Linked DNA regions of Mus musculus: region 2 is linked to region 1. Evidence: chromatin contacts called from public Hi-C data. All regions are on one chromosome and are shown on one strand. The core of a region is the stretch at or near the end of the contact, and the rest is flanking DNA. Distances in the headings are between cores, read along the strand shown.

What was found. A called contact is a pair of places that touch in the nucleus more often than the background predicts.
Region 2: a contact with region 1 is called in a Hi-C map of cortical glia, with 1.6 times the contacts expected there. The contact joins two enhancer-like sites. A contact is called at or near these places in 3 of 484 Hi-C or Micro-C datasets (cerebral cortex, cortical glia and forebrain) and 3 of 115 datasets of contacts at active chromatin or transcription factors (SST interneurons, forebrain and neural progenitor cells).

Annotation. Positions count from the first base shown.
Region 1 is chr11:71,424,785-71,432,436 of GRCm38.p6, forward strand. Gm16013 (a long non-coding RNA gene) reads right to left here. Exons shown (of 2, transcript XR_388799.3): 2 at 3,754-5,356. Among named protein-coding and RNA genes, the nearest start is that of Gm16013, 7.9 kb to the right of the region's middle. Within about 2 kb of position 3,552, at least 9 of the 459 cell types and tissues checked have an H3K27ac peak or open chromatin away from gene starts, as enhancers often do. A contact at or near this core is called in cortical glia, where this site is marked.
Region 2 is chr11:71,654,676-71,662,327 of GRCm38.p6, forward strand. The region is part of intron 2 of Gm33964 (a long non-coding RNA gene); the gene reads left to right. Among named protein-coding and RNA genes, the nearest start is that of Gm33964, 8.5 kb to the left of the region's middle. Within about 2 kb of position 3,891, at least 14 of the 459 cell types and tissues checked have an H3K27ac peak or open chromatin away from gene starts, as enhancers often do. A contact at or near this core is called in cortical glia, where this site is marked.

The DNA of each region.
Region 1 (7,652 bases), core at 2,302-4,801:
AGGCACCTTGAAACTCTGAGCAGGATGCATTCTTCCCAGGGCTGCCCACGAGAGCAGGCTCTTTCTGTAGCCCCTCTGGCCAGCATTCTTCCCACTAACAATGACCTCAGACCCTGAGCAGACCTGCTTTCTTTCTCTCATCTGATCTGAGCAAGCGCCTTGCAAAGCCTCAATCTCTGGGGGCATAAGTCTAACTTCTTTATTCACAGTCAAAGGCACAGAATCTGGGTCAGAGGAAAGCGCGCCTTCTCCTGAGGATCAGGGTCAGGGAGCAGGTGTAGTCTCACATCCTACAAATTATAAAAGAGGCAGCAGTTGGGGGCAGGGTGCAGAAACGTGCCATCTGCCTCCTGGCTTGGGACTAGGAAAGTGCTTCTACTCACAGGCTTGGTCCAACAAAGGGCTCTATGAAGGGCAAGCAAGTCAGGGAGGTGAATCTTCTGAGGAACGGATGCCAGAATGCAGCAGCCTTTGTAGCCTGTAGTTTGGGGAAATGGAGAGTACTTCATGATGGCCAGGCACTGGGAGAGCTCATATCAGGTCCCAGGTGCCTGAGAGTGGCAGAGGTCAACCTGAGCTGAGCATAAATTGGCACTGGGACATTAGACACAGAAGGAAGAGGTTTGGGTTTTACTTAATATCTCTTTATGAAGCTGTCTTAGTTACTTTGTGGCAAAGTAACAACGACCAAGGCAAATTGTAGAAGGAACTGTCTAATTGGGGTTATGGTTTCAGAGGGTTAGAGTCCATGATGGCGGAGCAAAGGCACTGGAGCAGGAACACCTGAGAGCTCACATCTTCATTCACAAGTATGGGGCAGAGAGAGCTAACTGGGAATGGCATGCACTTTTAAAAGCTCAAAGTGCACACCCAATGACACACCTTCTCTGACAAGGCCGTGCCTCCTAATACTTTCCAAATGGTTCCACCCAGTGTGGACTGAGTATCCAAATATTCAAACAGATAAGCCTAGAGGGGGTGATTTTCATTCAAACCATCATAGAAGACATTCTAGAAAAAAGACTTTTCTCTCCAGAAGAGTTACTATCTTCCCACAACTTCCCCTAAAACACATTTTTAAAGACTTCAATATTTTTAAATTATGTGTCTTTGTGTGTGTTTATAGGGATATGAGTATGTGAGTGCAAGTATCCAGAAAGGCCAGAAGAGGGTGCCAGATCCTCTGGCACTGGAGTTACACGTAGTTGCAAGCCACCAGAATGGGTGCTGGGAACAGAAATGAGATCATCTGGGAGAGCAATATGTGCTCTTTGCTACGGAGACTTCTCACTCACCCCAATAAAGCACTTAAATCACTATATCTTTATTTGTGTATGCATTTGTGTTGGGTATGGATGTGGATGGACATGTATGTATATGTGTGCAGAGGTCAGAAGCTGACACCGGGTATCTTCCCCAAATTTTTCTCCCCCTTGGTGCATAGTAGAGTTTTCAGAGATTGCATGGGTTTAAACAGTCTGCAGATGAAGCAATGGGGCATTTCTGTACGCCCTTCTGGTTCCTTTGCACCTCCTGCCCTGTGGTATGAACACTGTGTGGACTGCTGACATAGACTATGTCTTCCTCAACATTGCCTGTTTGTATATCACCTTTGTTCATCACCTTTGCTCTTCTGGGTTCAGCTTCTTTTGTTCAATTTTATGTTTGTGAGGTTCATCTAGGGTGTTGTGTGCAGTTGTCGCTTCGATATTGCTGTGGTGTGACATTTCATCATGTAAACACATCATGTGACTCCTGATACATGTCTGTGTGGCTTCCAGTGCTGCTACAGACCTTCTGCGAACACACAGTACATTTGTGGTGGGAGAAGTCTACACATACTTGTGTAGACATTGTTCACCAGTGTTGCCAGGTGGCTGGAGAAATTTGAATGACCAACAACAGTATGTATGGAAAAGACAAATTTCGACTCCGACCTTCCTTATAGGAAAGGCATGTACTGAATACTGCCATGGGAAGTTACATGTTCACAAATGTTTATGGGTTGATCCCTGATGACCTGTGCCTCAAAGGTGACTGTATCTGGAGATAGTAACTTACAAGTAATAGGTAACTAACACAAAGGGGGCCATAGAGTGGTCCTCATTCCAGTCTGACTGGCATCCTTAGAAAAAGATGAGATTAGAACACAGAGGGCCCCAAAATGAGCCACGACCAGGGACACTAGGACTTAGGCTTCTGAAGGTCTGTCCTGGAGACTTTCCTTCCTAAGGGTGCAGGTTGTATATCCCTGACGATCTGAGAGCGAGCCAGCATGCTGCCCTCTTTCTACCGAACCTGTCACAACAAAACACTCTAACAAAAAACCGTAGCTCAGTCATAGCCTTTGATTTCCCACAGTTCAGAAGTCTCAGTGTCAGGACATCAGTGGACATCAATGTCGTGAGGAGAGCCTCTTCCTGGATTACCAACACCCATGTCATCACTATGTTCCAACATGGGACTGTCCTAGTTTGATTACTGTTGCTGTGACCAACTTGAGGGGGAAAAGGTTCATTTGGTTTGCACATTCCAATCACAGACTATATCACCAAGGGAGTTCACAAGGCAGAGATTCAAGAACCTAGAAGTAGGAACTGAAGCAGTGGCCGGGAAAAATGTCACTTCCTAGCTAGCTCCTCATGGTCTGCTCAACTTGCTCACACCACAGGATCACATGCTCTATGGTGATGCTGGTCTCAGTGGACTGGGCCCTCCCACGTTAACTATCAATCAAGAAAATGCCCCCACAGACTTGCCCACAGGGCAGTCAGGTAGAGGTGTTTTCTCAATTGAGCTTCTTTCTTCCCAGGTGACCCCGGCTTGTGTCAACTTGACAGGAAGGTAACCATCACAAGGAGTCAAGGGAAGCCAGCTTTCTGGTGCCTTTTCTTATAGGTTGGTTCATCAGCTACTTTTCTGTTGCTGCGACAACCACTGTGACCAAATACATTTATGCGACAAGAGCTCATTAAAGGGGAGGCATGGTAGGAAGCAGCAGATGGAGGCAAGAGCAGGAAGCTGGGAGGTCATAGGATGCAGAGAGAGCAAAAATGAAAGTGGGGTGAAGCTATATAGATAGCAGTGGTTCTTTGATACTTTACTAAAGTTCCTCTGGTTGTAGGAACCCCAGCCATAAAATTATCATAACTATTTTGTAATTGTAATTTTGCTACTGTTATGAATTGAAATGTAAATATCTGATATGCAGGATATCTGATAGGTTACCCCCAAAGAGGTCATGACCCAGCAGATGAGAACCATTGCTATATGGTCTCAAACTTTGTTTCTAGTGATATACCTCAACCAGCAAGGGTATACCATCCTAACCTCTCCAAATAGCACAACTGACTTGAAACTGACTTGAAGTTTTCAAATACCCTAGCCAACAGGGGACATTCCTCATTTAAACCACCACAGGTATTGTCTATTCATTAATTTTCTCTAAGACAAAACTGTCCATTTTCAAAGTAAGTCCCTTGAGACACAAAATATTCTTTGTGTCTTAGGGGACACAAAGGACATTCAATTCTGCAGGGAAGCTTGTCAAGTGTGGTTCTGTTTTTTGCTTCCGCCCTTGGGATGTCCAGGCACTGCTGCACACAAAGCAGGGAAGGGTGGAGCAGAGCCGAGTTCCCAGGTCCTCGTCTTTTCTTGCACAGCAGGAGAGAAAGGATAAAGTCCAGAACTGGTGGATCAGCAGGATCTAGGTCTGATAGTGAATGCCAGGGGATGGAGGGAGGTCTCCAAAGATTTCAGTGTTACAGCTCTTTTAGAAAACAGCTCTCTTGGATGATAGTCAACAAAACAGCTTGTGTACATATACTTAATTTGGGGTGAATCAAGAGCTATATATAGAACTCTAGAAAGTGGGAAGGGATTCTTCTCAGGTTGAAGTTTCATTGGCTGAGGTTTAAGGTTCTGAAGACGTGTGATTTGCATGCAAAGACATTCTAGGAAGCTGAACCTGTATTTCGCCAAGGTAATCCTGACATCCTGGGGTAGAAGATTAAGGTCAGGCTCCCCAGATCAACTTAAAAGGCTTCAGGAAGTTCCTAAAACTGACCAGCTTTTCTAGGCCCTTCCTCCCAAGCATATATAAGCTGTAAGGCCTGACAAGAGATACTCTCAAAAACCAGGCCTCTTTTCTGGAAGAAGCAGAGATCAGACGAGCTGGCTAGAGGAGGCATAGAACAACTGAGCCAGCTGGAAAGAACATTCTCCAGCCTGCTGAGTGGCCTGCAGGTTATGCATAAGTCCCTATTCCCAGCTTTCGTGAGCTGTCACTCATGCTGTGGTGAGCTGTGGTGATGTAGCTGCCTTTGAGTCATTTCTGCGTCTGTAACTAACTTCAATAAAACTCATTGATTTAACCAGTTGGACTTTGGTAGTATCCGTACTTAGGTCCGTGGTCAGTTCCCTATCTGTGGTGAGTACACATTTGTTAACAGCTTTGTAGGGATGATGTGACACACTATAGGGCCCTTCCTCCTATCAGAACAGGGTCCTGCTCCCATGAAACTCTATTTTCCAAAGAGGGTCAGCCTCAAATATCACCACGTGGAGAATTAGCCTCTCAACACAGGCATGAGGGCATAGTAAACATAGTATGACTCTCAGAGCATTGGCATTTGCCAAGTTCTTTACAGTTGACAAGGGCCATTCCCACAGGCCATATTATAAAAGATACAGGACTGGGAAGGGCCCAATGCCTACTTAGGAGAGGGCTGAGAATCCAGACCTTCTGCCCACCAAGCTTGCTCTCCCTTGTCTGCCTCAAACCGTAGAGTCAAATCTGGTCATTTGCAAATAATGAGGGAACAGGGCTGAGCCTCACACCCTTCTGTAACACAGGGCAGAAGAGGAAAAGAGGCGTGGGTGAGTTAAGGATTGCACACAGGCAGATTCTGGCTGAGTTGTGCAGCCTCTGATGAACCCAGAAAGGACAAGCCGACCTGGAACCAGGCCAGCACTTGGGCGCTGGGGCTCTTCAGGTTTAAAGACCCTGAAAATGTCCCAGCTTTCTTAACTCTGCATCACTTACACCTCCCTGTGCCCTCGCAGCCTCTCTTTGAGCACATTTCTTTGCTATTTACCGAGGACCAGAGTGCCGCTCCACCCACGCAGGTCCCATTCCTGGAGTGATTGATGACCGCTGGACACACACAGATGGACGCGGAGAGCCGCGACTGCTCCTTCGTGCGCCTCAGTGGCGGCAGTGACGTGATTTTTCTTATGCGTGTTGGCTTCTGAGTGCTCGTCGAGCTCCCGAGCGTAACCAAACCCAGACAGGCTCCGTGAGATGAAAAATAAAGCGCGATGTTTATGATGCCATGAAATGCCTTCTTTTTTTCTCCTAAAAAAAGAAATGTATTTATTTCTGTGCGTGTATGGGTTTGCGGCGAGTGCAGAAGGATTAAGCCTTTGAAACTGTCGATTTATATCCTTGAGTAATGTGAGGTCTTTGTCTTGCTGGAGAGAGCTTTCCAGATTGGAAAAGCGAGAGTCAGGCCCTCTGCTCCATCCCAGGGGGCTCATTTGTTAAGGATTTAAGGAGCATCCACTGGCTAAAACTGGGGCACGGGGCCTTTGAGAGAAGCTCCATTGTTGCCCTAGTGAAGCCTGGGGTCTACAAGTTGAGTGGCCCAGCCCTGGGGAAAGGAGCTTCCTGCACAAGGATAGGGGAGGGGATGCTGAAGAATACAGAGGAACAAGCTGGGGTGGGGGGTAGGGGGGAAGCAGGTGGATCCCAGCAGCAGAGGTGGTAACCTCAGAAAGGGAGGTGGGTGGTGTTCAAGTAGCTGGGCCCCACAAGGAAGGCAGTACTCAAGGCACCTAGGTCTGAGTTCAAATCTCAGCCGTGCTTCATCTCTTCTGTCTTGCCAAATGGGGAATAGGAGTGGGGGGAGAAGCTGTGGCCTCCTCAGCAGGTCTATGGAAGGGCAGTGCTGTGGTGGCAAGGAGTGAACAGCAGTGCCCCCGAGTGCAGGAAACACTTGGGAAAGCATCACCTCCTTACTTTCTTGAGGCATAAGTAGAGATGGGAAGAGAAGGCAGAGCAGGGGAAGCCATTTGTTGATAGTCAAGGAGGCACAAATCTTCACCTTGCAGAGCACAAAATGTAAGATGTGTAGGTCTCTGGGCATGGTCAGCCTCTGGAAGGGAATCAACTGGATGATCCAGAGAGATACACAGGGAAGACATGTAAGAAACTTATAGACAAGGGACAGAGTGGTGTCCAAAGAGCCTATAGTGGCCCCTGTCAAATGTCCATATGACGATAAGGGGCTGAGGCGAGGCAAGGCGTTCAGCCTTCGCTGAGGAGGCTACCTGGGAGGAGGTGGAGGTTTCAGGGGCAAGACCAGTGCTCACAAGGGGCAATTTTCTGAGTTCAGTGTTATCTGTCTCTATAGAGCTTGGAAGATGAGGATGCGTAGAAGAGAGGTGGGTGGGCGAGTGTGGACCATCAAGAAAGGCAGTAGAAAACAAGAAGGATGAGGGTATCTGGGAAGCTAGAGCAGAGCAGCTCAACTCAGCAAGGGAATTGGGGCAGCTCTATGGAGAAGACCTGGTACATTGAGATACATAGGATGGCTGGAGGTTGGCAGCCAGGAAGGACTCAGAGGGAGAGTGCTCCAGGCCTGGAGTGGATGCAGGCACAGGCCTGAAGGATAGGGGCAGCTCCTGAGTGTATACACAGGGCATGAGTGGGAATTCAGACCAGGGAAGAGTAAGTCAAGCAGGGGGACTAAGACATGACTTTGGATGGGTTTGAGGGACAGCCTGGGAGAGGTAGATCCTTTAGCACTCAGAGACCCAGCTCCCGGGCTCCTCTTACTGGACATATGGATTGACCTTTCTGAGTGGGTTCCCCTCCCTATGAATGAAGTTTCTTGTGAGAACGTCCTTCTGTTTGGACAGATACCGAGGGCCTCCTTGAAACTGGGCTGAGTTGCAGAATAGAGAAGATAAAGACCCTGGCCTCATAAGGACACAGACTAGGATGCAGTGGGGAAAATGGAGCACGGAGAGGGCAAACAGGTAAACAAGGTATGACTGGGGAGTTATGTGGGACAGCTGGTGATGAAAAGTTATCTACAGAGTCCCTACCTAGAGACAAACATTGTTAGCACGTATCTGGCTATCTCATCTTATTCTCTATTCAAAAGCAGTGGATGTCTTAGTTGCATGCAAGAGGAAAAACTCTGATGGCTTGGAGTATACAGGCAATCAATGCTGTTATGTAACAGAAGAATATAGGACAAGGCAACCCTGTTCAGCTTCTATGCTTTCTCCAGTATCAGCTTTCACAAACCAATCAGGAAACAGAGCCTTGGGGCAGATCTTTGGGAACCAGAGACTCTCTGGGTTACCCTCCTTGATGGTCATCTCCCTATTCTGCCACCTGGCTCTGTGGTCTCTACGAAATTTGGTTGAACATTCATTCCACTTAGTAAATGATTCTATATCACACTACTAAAGCACACATGCGTGATCCCAGCATTCGAGCGGCAGGGAGGAGGGGGATAAGCAATTTAACACTATTCTTGGAGGTATCTTGTTACAGGGTGAAAGAATCTAGTACATAGCATGACCTTCTCACTGGAGGACTCTTGGCACAGTCCTCATCCATGGAAAAATAAATCCCAGAT
Region 2 (7,652 bases), core at 2,641-5,140, 230 kb after region 1:
TGAAAAGTCCATCTTTGTGCCATTAGATTATCTTTGCCCCTTGCAAAGACCATGTGCTGGTTAGCTGGTTAGCTGGTTAGCTAGTTAGTTCTTCCTGTCAATTTGTCATAAATTTCTCACATGGAAAGAGGGAACCTCAACTGAGGAGTTTGGTCCAACAGGTTTTGCTATGGAAACGTCTCTGAGACTTTGTTGTTTATTTTGGGTTTTTTATTTGTTTTGTTTCTTTTTGATGTTGTTTGCTTGCTTGCTTGCTTGTTTGCTTGCTTGCTTGCTTGCTTGCTTGTTTGCTTTGTTTTGCTAGTCAGGGTTTTTCTGCATAACAGCCCTGGTTGTCTTGCAACTGCTTTGAAGTCCAGGCTGGCTTAGAATTGCAGAGATCAGCCTGTCTCTGCCTCCACGAGACACTTTTTTTTCTTAATTGCTAATTGATGTGGTAGTATCCAGCCCATTGTAGGCAGGTCCATCCTCAGGTAGGGGACCAATGTTAACGTAAGAAAGCTAGCTGGCAAGTCAGAAAGCTGCATCCTCCATAGCCTTTGCTTTGGTTCCTGCCTTTGGGCTCCTGCCTTGAGTTCCTGCTCTGACTCCCTTCAGGATGGTCTGCAACCCGGAAGCTGAGATAAATCCTTTCCTCTGGAGTCTGCTTTGTGTCCTGTTTTTATCCCAGCCACAGAGAATCAATGAGAACAGATCACTTCATTAGATTACGTGGGCTTATTTCTGGTATCTTTATTCCTTTCCATTGATTCACTGATTTATTCCTTCACAAATACTGTGACTCCCTGTCACATCTCAGAGAAAATTAAATCTCCAGTTCTGTTCTTTCTTCAGTATCCTCTGGGATATCCTGGACCACTGGTCTCCTTATATTAATTTAGACTTTCTTTATTGATACCCACAAAATAAATTGCAACGAGTTTGGTTGAGTGGATTGAATCTATACAACAGGTTGAGAAGACCAACATCTCAACACTGAGTTTTCTATTCATGAACAGTGTCTGTTTCTCCATTTGATTCTTTAATTTCTCTCAGAGTTTTATAGTTTTCTTCACAGAGACTTTACATTATTTTATTATATTTAAATCAAAGTGCTTTTGAGCATGCTTATATACACAGCATTGTGGGGTTTTCTTTTTTAAATTTACCTGTTCACTTCCCTTGAATAGGAAATTAATTGCCTTTTGGGTACTAACACTTAACCTTCTAGGCGTGCTATATGAATTAGTTTCAAGAGGTTTTAAACATATTTTTAGAATTTCTAAATAGACGATCAAATATCTCTACATACAAAGACAGCTTCGTGCCTACTTTCACCATCTGCATACTTTTCATTTCTATTTTATATTTTGATTCATTAGTCTGCTCTTCAGTTTAATCACAAGAAGAGCAGCGAAAAGAGGCCAGCTTGGCTTGCTTGGGGTCCTAGTGGCAAAGTGTTGACTTTCCCTGCATTACGTGTGAGTTATCCGCAGACTCTTATAGAGAGCGTTATTGAGTTAAGGAGACTCCTATTAACTTCCAGTTTGCTAAGACTTTTTTGTTTCATTTTGCTTTGAAATTTGGGTTAGTGAAGAGTTTGCTAGGTGCCTTGCAAGCACTTCTTGATATAACTGTGGTGGCATGTGGAGGCCAGAGGTTGACACTGGGTGCTCTCCTCTATCACTTTCCATGTGTTTTGGCACAGCATCTCTTCACTGAACCTGAAGTTAACCATTTCACCGAAACTGCCTAAACAGTGACTCCCCAGTATTTGCCCATCTCTGGTCTCCCAGTACAAGGTTATAGGTATACATTGTCAAACTTGGCTTTTATATGTAACCTAAAGAGACCCAAAGTCAACTTTTCATGATTGAACAGCAAATACTTTACCTCTGAGCAATCTTTCCAGCCCACAACATTTTTTTAAAAAATTATCTATTTACTTCATAAAATTTATATTTTACTTCATTTTTATTAGTGTATGCATGTGCATGTGCCATACCGCATATGTGGAGTCAAAAAAAAAAAACCCATCTTTCAGGACTTGGTTCTTCCCTTCCATTGTGGATTCTGGTGGTCAAACTCGCATCATCAGGCCTTCCAAGTAAGCATCTTTAGTCCAGGAGCCATCTGTCTGCCCTAGATTGATTTGCTAGTATTACTGAGTTTTGCGTCAGTGCTTCGAAGATACTGCTTAATAGCTTTCTTCTCTCACAACCTCTTTAAATGGTTTCTACATTAGGGTGATGGGGGGGCGCACAGAGTAAACTGGGAAGTAGTCTCTGCTTGTATCTTCTCAAAAAGTCTACAGATGATTGATTTTTGTCACCTCCTTTAATGTCTGGAAGAGCCACCAGTAAACGAGCCTGAGGCTGATACTTGCTGTATTATTTATTGGCTCGCTTTCTGTAATGAGCACAGGCCTGTTCAGGCTGTTCCTTTCTGTGTGAGTTTTGACAGATTGTGGCTTTTGGTTAGAGGTTTTCTTTCATTGAAGCAGTCACAGTGCAGGCACAGAGACTCTCAAATTACCCCTGTCTTACATATATGATTCCCATGAAATAGAGTTCCCCTCTTTCCTTATGACAGTGGCCAGTGTGTCTTCAATAGAGTTCCCCTCTTTCCTTATGACAGTGGCCACTGTGTCTTCGTCCTTTTTTCCCCCTTAGCCTGGAAAAAGATTTACTGATTTTATTAAATAAGAAGCTTTTGGTTTTTACTGATTTCTTCTATTGATTTTCTGTTTTTAATTTCATTGATCTCTGTACCAACTTCATTATTTCTTCTTTTATCTTACTTTGGTCTTCTTTTTCTAGTCTCCTATGGTGAAAGTGTAAATAATTGGCCTAAGACCTGTGTTCTTGCCTAATACGTGCACACAATAATATGCATTTGCCTCTAAGCACTGCTCTTTCTGTACTTCACAAACTTCAACAAGCTGTGCATTTATTTAAAGTATTTAAAACTTTTTCTTCAGTGATTTTCGTGGACCAATATTATTGCTTGAATGCCAGCAGCTCAGGTGGGGTAGGGATACCAGAATCCTTCTCTTATTGCTTCCTAGGCCCTTTCCACCATGCTATGCAAACAGAAAATCAATGTTTTCTGTTCTTTGAGGTGCTAAGTCTCTCAGGACATGGTCTGCCTTGGTGAACGTCCCACTCCCAAAATTAGCCTACCAGACTCATGCCCTCTGTTTCTATTGGATGGACATGTCTATAAATGCCTCGTACATCTGATAGATTGACAGTCCTGTTGAGTTCAGATGTGTTCTTACAGATTTTCTGTCCTGTATGTGTGTCTCTCTGATAGAGAGTACTGAAAACTCCAGCAAAAGTAGTGGATTTATCCGTTTCCACTTACAATTCTTATTAGATTTGACTGCATGTGTTTTTATATTTTGTTGTTACTCATAAGCATACTAAGGATTATTGAATCCTTTATCCCTATATAAAGGCCCTTTTAAGCCCAACACTTTTTTTTTTCAAACCAGTTTTGCTTGGGTATTACATAGCTTCCCCTACTCTTTGTTGCCTTTCTCTGGACTAGTCTGTCTTTCTCCACTTATTTTTAGTGTATATATCTATATATTAAAATGTAGACTTCTAAAATATTTTTATTAGTTGAAGTTTCATACAAAGTGTTATGATCATATCTACCCTTCCCAACTCCTCTCACATCCTCCCCCACCTTCTTACCCACTCAATTTTATGTTCTTAACACATTAAGTACTCACCAAGACCAATTTGTGATGCTCAGCTATTCTTGAATATGTGGCCTTCTACCAGAGTGCAGTTAACTACCAGCCCCTGAGATTGTTGTGGAAGAGGAGACAGAATGGGTGTATGAGCCAGAGATGGCGGTTGAATACAAGGGAGCATTGTTTTCCAAACACACTGGGAAGGCTGCACACACACTCACAGCAGCTGTGACAAGATGCACATGATCTGTACCAAACCCCAGCATCAAATCCCAGCATCGAGAGGAGCTGGACCTGAAGTCCTACCCCTTACCAAGGAACCCTTACAGCCTCTAGAGTCAGTTCTCTAAGAGTGTAACTCCTCAGAAGGAAAGCAGGATTCTTCTACACAATGGAGAGACTTGTCTTTTGATATTCTCTGACTGTACTGGCTGGTTTTGTGTGTCAACTTAACACTAGCTGGAATTATCAGAGAAAGGAGCCTCCCTTAAAGAAATGCCTCCATGATCAAGTGTGGGAGGGCCCCTTGTGGGTGGTTGTTGTGGCCGCCAGCAGCTTGCAACATGAACGGTTTGACTGAGAAGGCTACTCGAGCTGTAAGAGAGGAATTTAGACGGGGCGAAAGAAGAAACGGAGCTAAGACAAATTCATTCTGATCAAAGCTCAAATTTTATTGTTGCGACACTAGTTATGAAGGAGGGGGGAGGGGACCCAATTCCCTCCAAACAATCTCTGGTCCAGTAGAAAGGTGAGCACATGTGTGGCTCCGCAGGTTCCAGCAGTGGACGTGGCAGAACGAATGAGCAGGAAGCTCCACCCCTGAACAAGCAGGTTTCAGGCTGGGGGAGGAGAGACTACAGGTGGTGCCACCCCTGGGCTGGAGGTGCTGGGTTCTATAAGAAAGCAAGCTGAGCAAGCCAGGGGAAGCAAGCCAGTAAGAAACATCCCTCCATGGCTTCTTCATCAGCTCCTGCTTCCTGACCTGCTTGGGTTCCAGTCCTGACTTCCTTTGGTGATGAACAACTGTGTGGAAGTGTAAGCTGAATAAACTCTTTCCTCCCCAACTTGCTTCTTGGTCCTGATGTTTGTACAGGAATAGAAACCCTGACTAAGACACTGACAAACTGTCTTTCAATTTCCGCATTCAGACAGATATTCAGAATAGTTATGGATAAAACTGGGTTCACATCCACCTCACTTGTGACCATTTTCTATTTGTTGCCTCAGTTTTTGTTCCATTTTAAAATGTTTCCACTCTTTCTTCCTTTTATGATTTTTTGCATTTTATATAATTCTACTTCTTTTCTCTTACCATAACACCTATGTTTTTTAAAATACTATCTTACAGCTTCTCAGAATATGGACTCTACATGTATAACTAATCTGTGCACCTTCAGACAGTGCTACACAACATCACAGGCAGTGCTGGTGCCTGAAAACAACAAAACGTTCCAGCTTATTATTTATGTCATCATTATCATACTTTTGTTTATATGTTTACATAATCATATATATATGTATGATATAATCATATATATATGTATATATGTGTATGTATGTGTGTGTGTGTATATATGTATATATGTATGTGTATATATATATATATATATATATATATATATATATATATATACATATATATGTATAGTTTCCTCTGTTTTGGGATAACTGCTATTAGATAAACTATAAATGAGAATAAGAGTTTCTATTTTATTTTTGTTACTAGGTATTTATTTCATTTATAGTTCCAATGCTATCCTAAAAAGTCCCCCACCCATTCCTGTCCCCCACTCCCACTTCTTGACCCTGGCGTTCCCCTGTACTGAGGCATATAAAGTTTGCACGACCAATGGGCCTCTCTTTCCACTGATGGCTGACTAGGCCATCTTCTGCTACATATGCAGCTAGAGACACGAGCTCCGGGAGGTACTGGTTAGTTCATATTGTTGTTCCACCTATAGGGTTGCAGATCCCTTTAGCTCCTTGATTACTTTCTCTAGCTCCTCCATTGGGGGCCCTGTGATCCATCCAATAGCTGACTGTGAGCATCCACTTCTGTGTTTGCTAGGCCCTGGCATAGTCTCACAAGAGACAGCTATATCTGGGTCCTTTCAGCAAAATCTTGCTAGTGTATGCAATGGTGTCAGCATTTGGAAGCTGATTATGGGATGGATCCCCGGATATGGCAGTTTCTAGATGGTCCATCCTTTCGTCTCAGCTCCAGACTTTGTCTCTGTAACTCCTTCCATGGGTGTTTTGTTCCCAATTCTAAGAAGGGGCAAAGTGTCCACACTTTGGTCTTCGTTCTTCTTGAGTTTCCTGTGTTTTAGAGTTTCTATTTTATATTTACTTATTCATTCCCCAACTCTCTTTCCTAATGTGGATCTGAGCTTCGGACATTTGTCACTTTTGTTCATCTGAGAGTCTTTATTTCCTGTCCCTCGAAGAGGATGATTTCCCAGTACTGAATTCTAAGTTTGTGGATTTTCTTTCACTCAACACTTTAAATAACTTCTCTCCATTCTCTTCTTTTAGTACAGTTTCTAAGGAGAAGTCAGATGTCATTGTTTTGAATAAGGTGTTTTTGTCTTCCAGCTTTTTGCTGGGTTTTCTTTGATTTTTCCATAGCTTGGAAGCAAGGTGCCTGCTGTCTATTTTGTTACTTCTGCTTGGTGCTTTCTGGGCTTTGTGGGTATATGGTGTTAGCATTAATCTGGAAGAAGTTCTCAGTGACACTATTTAAAGATTTCTTCTGCCTCCTTTTCCCTTCCTCTTTTGTATCCCAGTTACACTTAGAGCATATCCTCTGTAGTTGGTCACAGTCTCTCCCCCACCCCCCTGGGTATTTTTTTTCTTCATCTTCTTCATTGTTTCTATTGTTTCTCTTGTCTCTTTCAGGTTTGGAAGTTGAGATATATGCACAGTAGAGCTCCTTTACCAGTCCTGTTCTAGTAAGAGGAATATCAAGAAATCTTTCTTTCTCTTAGAGTTTTTAATCTAGTCAAGGTCCTTTTTGTCCAATGGACCTTTCCCATATTTTCTTGAATAGGGTCTACTGTAGCTGTTGTTATACTCCATACATACTAATCATCGTTATTTGTAGAACCATTGACCTCTTTATTCCAAAACTCCTACCACACCTGAATTTGGTTCTGATGTTTCCTTTTTGCTTTAGGTTGTGCTGCCGGTTTGCCTTTTAGTATATCCTGTGTGTGTTTCTTATGGGTAGCCAAATGTGATATTTGGGGGTGAACAGAAGTGTTTTGAGAAGACCTTTATATTTTATTATGGTATTTGGACGGAGGTCACCCTAGTCTCTTAATTAGGTCTCAGCCTCTCAGTGACTCCATGACTTAGACCAATAGTTCTCAACCTGTGTGTTGTGACCCCTTTGGGGTTGCATATCAGATTATCAGGCATGCCAGATATTTACATTATAATTCCTAACAATAGCAAAATTACAGTTACAATGTAGCAACAAAATAATTTTATGGATGGGGGTCGCCACAACTTGAGGAACTGTATTAAAGCATGACTGCATTAGGAAGGTTGAAGACCACTGCCTTAGACTGTGAACTTTGAACCATCTTCCTCTCTACCCCATCCTTCAGCCTTAAGTAGTACATAATGACTAAAGTGAGCTCGGGCAAGCTCACCACAGTCAAGGTCTCCCAACCTTCACTTGTTCCTGTTTTGATCCATGGGTCTCTGGTCTACTAAGTTCCAGTTCTCGTCATTCTCCTGCTGGTCCCTCCAGTCTAGGGTGAATGAGGCCTGTGATCTTACTCCTTTTTATGGGTTAATACAGGGATGTTCAGCTTATCCTAGATTTTTGCTAATTACAACATTGTAGCAGCTTCCAAGCCACAGCACATTGAACACAGGTCTTGATTCTTGTCGTCTGCTGAATTAAGCAGTGAAGGACAGCTTTATGTAATATCTTGATCTGCATGTTTATGGTACTGTTAGA